Linked DNA regions of Ovis aries: region 2 is linked to region 1. The links are chromatin contacts, called in public Hi-C maps. All regions are on one chromosome and are shown on one strand. The core of a region is the stretch at or near the end of the contact, and the rest is flanking DNA. Distances in the headings are between cores, read along the strand shown. Region 1 holds the start of TSHZ2 (teashirt zinc finger homeobox 2). Region 2 overlaps TSHZ2 (teashirt zinc finger homeobox 2).

What was found. A called contact is a pair of places that touch in the nucleus more often than the background predicts.
Region 2: a Hi-C map of liver shows a contact between it and region 1, with 1.9 times the contacts expected there. The contact joins the enhancer-like site here to the promoter of TSHZ2 in region 1. A contact is called at or near these places in 2 of 16 Hi-C or Micro-C datasets (liver and tail adipose tissue).

The regions. Positions count from the first base shown.
Region 1 is chr13:80,593,822-80,596,535 of ARS-UI_Ramb_v3.0, forward strand. TSHZ2 (teashirt zinc finger homeobox 2) reads left to right here and starts at 1,452. Exons shown (of 3, transcript XM_027977343.3): 1 at 1,452-1,519. The coding sequence starts at 1,480.
Region 2 is chr13:80,695,902-80,698,677 of ARS-UI_Ramb_v3.0, forward strand. The region is part of intron 1 of TSHZ2 (teashirt zinc finger homeobox 2); the gene reads left to right. Among named protein-coding and RNA genes, the nearest start is that of TSHZ2, 100 kb to the left of the region's middle. Within about 2 kb of position 1,345, at least 7 of the 54 cell types and tissues checked have an H3K27ac peak or open chromatin away from gene starts, as enhancers often do. A contact at or near this core is called in liver, where this site is marked.

The DNA of each region.
Region 1 (2,714 bases), core at 202-2,701:
GTGCTCAATAAACATGTTATTTAAATAAAACAAAGAGAGGACTATGTGATTAAACTATCAAGGAGACAGCAGGAGATTCTTGCTTTTATAACCATCCAGAAACTAGCAGGAAGGTGGGAGAAGCAGAGGCGTTCACTGCAAGGGGGTGGCGAGGACATCCCTGGGTCAGCTTAGGAGGCAGCAGAGGATGGTGGCCATCCCTCCTCCCAAAGGGAAGCGCAGTCCTGCCCTCCTCATCCTGTGTTCAGGGTCCTGTTTCCGTCCCTGTAGGTGGAGCTTACCTGGCGCCCGGGGCTCCTCCTTCCATCCCCCTGCCCCCAGCGCGTCCTTCCGCAGCGCTCCCCCGAGGGGCGTCCCCGAGGCCCGGGGGGCGCGTCGCAGCGCCGGCGAGCGGGGCGCAAGGCTGGGCGGGCGGCACGCCGGGGTCCGCGCCCCGCCCCGCTCCCGGCGGGACACTGTCCCTTTAATAGACTCCCTCTGCCTGGCGCTCTGCGGCTGGGGAGTAAATTTCTCCCTGTCATCAGGTCGCGGGGAGAGGAGGAGGAGTTTGTTACTGTTCAGTTTGTTCAGCGGGATCGATGTTTGCTGGCATCGCCTCGCCCTGTCTTGTGTGTGTGTGAGAGTGTGTGTGTGTGTGTGTGCGTGCGCGTGGTGTGTGTGTGTGCATCTGTGGGGGGTGTGAGTGTGTGTGTGTGAGTGAGAGGGAGCGAGAGTGCGTGTGTGAGTGTGTGTGTGTGTGAGTGTGCGTGTGTGAGTGTGTGCGAGTGAATTCCAGATTTTCTGTCTTTCCCAAACCCGCTCCTGTCCTCTCGCATATCACTCAGAGACGGGGATCTGACAGCAGCCACAAACCGACAGTGAGAGATCTCTCTGCCCCCGGCGCGAATCCGCCATCGAGCCCGGCGAGGAAGAGGAAGACGAGGAGGTGGAGGTGCAGGAGGCCAGGAGAAGGAAGGAGCGAAAGAGGAACCCACTACCTTCCCAGGATTGTCTGTGTGTTGTTGTTTTGTTTTGTTTTGTTTTTTTTCCTTATCTTTACGCGCGCGTGTGCGTCCCTCGTCCCTTCCATCCGAACCCGCTCTTGGATGTTTAATAAAGAAATCAAGTGTCTCAACAGTCACCAAAAAAAAAAAAAAAACCAAACCAAAAAAAAAAAAAAATTCCAAAAAGCAAAAACAAAAAGAGAGAGGAGAAAAAACAAAAAATCCAAAACCAAACAAACAAACAAGCAAGGCAGAACCAACCTCCACTTCACACCAGCCGGCACAGCCACCCGTGTCTTGCCTGCCACCCAGAGAGGGGGGTCTCCGGCCCCCGGTGGAGGAGTTGCAGGGACAGGGGGACAGAGGCCGAGCGACGCCCTGGGAGCCACCGGGCAGGAGGCGGAGGAGACCCGGAGAGGCGAGCGAGACAGCGGGCCCCCGCGCGCGGCGGCTCGGGGCTGGGGCGCCAGAAGTGGGACTGGAGCGAACTAGAGCGATGCCAAGGAGGAAGCAGCAGGCACCCAAGCGGGCGGCAGGTAAGAGACCCGGCTCCGCGCGGGGCGGCCCGGCCCGCCGGCCCGGGGCGCCAGCTCCTCGCCCGGGCGCCCCGCGACGCCACCCCCTCGCTTGCCTTTCGGGGGCGTCAGCTCCGGGTGCCCCCCTCCGCCCCGCGAATAACCCCGTCCTCGCTCGCCTTCTCCAGCCTCCCCTATCCTCCCCTTTCCAGGCTCCGGTTGGGGGGTGGGGGCAAGCTATCCCACCAAGCCTTTCCTCCTTAAACTTTTTTTCCCTCCACCCTCTACCCCACCCCTAACTTTCTCCCAGTCTGCTTCTTGCCTCTCGGGCCAAAGTTGCGCTGAGCTTTTGGGGTTCGCAGCGGGGAGCAGTCCTGCCGCCCCCGCCCCCCTCCGGGGGGTCGCTGCCAGTGGCTTCTGGCCTCAGGGGCCGGCGTTTCCTCTCGCGGGGGGTTTGGGGCGCTGAACTTTGAGCCGTGCCCCAGCCTAGGGCTGCAGGGCTGGCTCTGGGGCAAGGCATGGGAGTTCAGCTTTGATCGCCAAGGTGTAAAAAACCACCCCAGGAAAGGAACCTTTGAATCTGTTTTCTAAGAGGAGCCTCCTTTGGAAATCTAATCAACACTCTCCCTTCTCTTAAAAAAAAAAAAAAAAAAAAAGGTGGGGGTTGGGGGGGAATGCCCCTCGAACATTGAAACAGCTCTGGATTTTCTTTGCACGGAGTGAGCTGCAAACTTTCTAAATTGATTTGTGCGGTGGGAACTATCCCATTTGAATTCTTACCACCCCCTCCTCCCCCCCCCCAAAAAAAAGAGAGAGAGGAACAGGTTAATGGATCAGGACATTAGAGCTTGTAAAGCATTTTTTTCTTCCTTTTGGGTTGCTTAATTGCTTTTTTAATAGTATGCTGGGGTTTTGTTTCTCGGAAGTGTAATATGAAAGTTCATTTTTCTCCTGCCAGACCCACCCACTGAAAAATCAGCTTTCCACTTGATTGCTAGTTTTGATTTGACATTTGATTGATCACCTGTCATCTCACTGCCTTTGATCTATTCATTCTTGATATATATCAATAAATCACTCACCATGGTAACTCAGAGTGCCAGTGACGCAAGCCTTGCCCTCTAGATTGAGAGCCAGACATGCACAATTATTATCTTGTTTGGCTTTTAATGTGGGCGTTTTTATTTCTTTGTGTCCTTCAGTTGAATCAGGCATT
Region 2 (2,776 bases), core at 95-2,594, 100 kb after region 1:
TTTTGACAGGACTTAAATTACTGGTAGCCTGACACATTTTTGAACAATTACTAGACATAGAGGTGTTTAAAGTAATGGGTACTGTTTGAGGGATGGGGAAGTTTCAAAACCGTTAGCACAAAACAATTTTCCTTTTGATTAGTAAGATGCTAACACTTACATTTATATTACTAAATAGCACATACACAGTTGACTCCCCAAATGATAGTTTTGTATTTCCTCGGAACGAAAGTCGTATTTAAAGAGAAAAATCCCTCCGCGTGATGACCTGGTGAATCCCGGGGATTCAGGAGAGGACTGGGCCTCTCTGCTCACCGTCAGCTCTCTCCTCGCCTCCCCCGCTTTCAGACCAGTCCCCAAAGTACACAGAGCAGAGAGCTCTGTCCTGCTTTGTTTCAAATGTCTCAAAAGCCAGGGCTTCGTGTTCATTAATTAGTGACTATCTTTCAGGAGCTCCTAGACATTGCTGAGCCAGTCATCTGAACTCCAACTGGAAAATTAAAATTCACAATTCAGAAACTGCTCGCGTCCCCAAAAGATAAAGCATCTACAGCTGCCGTAATTGGCAAAGCGTCGATGTTTCAAGTGATCCAAAAGAGTCAAAGCAGTCATTTCCTCCCCGCTTCTTTCCTGTTGGTGCCTCTGATGAAAACAGGGGCTGCAGAGTTCCCAGTCCTCTTCTTTCGTTGTTGCTGCGGCTTCAAAAGGAGAGCAGGCTTCAGCGGTGGGGTCTGTTTCATGGACTTACCTGTGCTTGCAGTTCTTAAAGGTGCAGGCCAGGAAAGCCTAGAGCTTGCTTCTTGATCAGACAAACACTGGCGATGCATTTAATCACCCCTCCAAGATCTCTTTCCTCTCCCCTGGGTCCAGAGACATCCATGAAGTCATGTCCTCTGACGACTCCTAGAGAATGATTCAGTACTGAATGTATTTCTCTTTCAAAAACCAAACCAAAATAAATAATCCAAAAAAAACCCAAACACACACACACACACACACACACACACACACACACACACACACAGCACTCTCAAAATCCCTTTTGCCCTTTTTTATGGGAGACACAAAGAACTTTGCATTTGCCAGGGTCAGGGGCATTTGTTCTCAACCTGGGGCGATTTAGGCCACTCCCGCTGGGGTTATTTGGCAATTGCTAAAGATATTTGCAGTTTTCACAACTGGGGACTTGCTACTGGCTTCAGAGGGGAGAGGTTGGGAATGCTGCTAAACAGCCCACAGGACAGTCCCTACCACAAAGTATTATCTGGGCCCAAAAGTGCGTGGTGCCGAGGCTGAGCGACTCTGGCGGAGAGGCATGCGGTGACGCCAGTTCGGGAATGTTCTGTGCTTCCGTGTCGCTCTGGGTGCCGGGATTTTTTCCCCTGATCATGCAGATCAAGCTGTATCCAGAATGCTAAATCGGGTGCAACAGCAGTTTAGGACGTCATCATCCTTCCAGGAGATGGAGGCCCCGTCTTTAAAGTTACACAGCCCATGTTCCCAGCTTCTTTCAAAGAACACAAGGTGCAAATATGTAAGAGTAGAGAATGTTCAGTGCAGACAGCAGAGCGATACTAATGTGGGGATATTAATGACCACCCTGGGGGAGGGGCGGGCTTCCGACTATGCTCCAGTCTTAGAAATAAGCCCTTTATCGTGCTGCTTTACCGGGGGCTCACAGGGGGACGGGGAGGTGGGATTACTGGGAGTAGACCTCACTCCCAGTGGGGCTTCTGTCCCCTCCTCATTGTGTAAGCTTGCACAGTAAGATTTTCCTTCTAGTCTCCCTGGTCCTCATTGCAACAGGAGAGAGTGAGTCTAAGGGATGTATTGTTCCTATCCTATTTCTGAGAACTCACGAAATCCATAAACTATCCATAGGTTTTAATCAATATAATGAAAAGTAACTGCTTGGCTTCATTCCCCTCTTCTCAGCTGGATATTTTGACATCATCCCTGGATGGTTTTCCAAAATTACTTTGGAAAGTCAACATTAGGCATCTGGAAAGTACAGGAATTATGTGAGACTGAGACATTTCCTCTGGTTCACTGTGAGTCAAGCAGGTAAATTTGCTAGAAAGTGAGAGATTATCAGCCTTGGGGAGGAAAGGAACGTTTCTTCCGCATACTTTCACCCACCCATCCTTCCACCTGCCCCCCATTCATCCAACTATCCATCCGTACTTCCATCCAGCCGTTCATCCATCCATCAGTTCAGCTTTTGTCTTCTTCCATCCACACAAATGGATGGAAACACATTTGAAATAAATTCAACAAAGATGAGTTATTTCTAGACGCTGGAATATTAGATGATTTTTAAATTTTCTTCTTTATAATTTTTATTGCTTAAGCATAGTAAATATGAGTCATTTTTAACAATGAGATTATTATTTTTTAGAAGGAAGATGGTGATATGAGATGAGCTAATGGACACTTTTCAACAGTCCAGGAAAACTGTCTTGATATTTAAAAAGAATGTTTCCCATCTTCTATTAACTCTGTTTTGCCAAGTTAAAAAAAAAGTTGGTCTATTTTCAGTTTGGGGTATAGGTTGATTGATGTAGCTTTTCATTCTGAAATATGTATGTTTAATTATAGTTTTCCACTGACCTCAGTGTTTGTCACTTTTACTATGCATTAGCTAAAAGTAGAGACCATTTATCATAAGGATTGGTTGCAGGATTTCTCTGGGCCATGATTTTGCTACAGACAATGAGATTTCCAAAGAAATGAAAGAGGCGTTTCCAAATTTTAAGGTATCTGTGTGCAGTCTGAT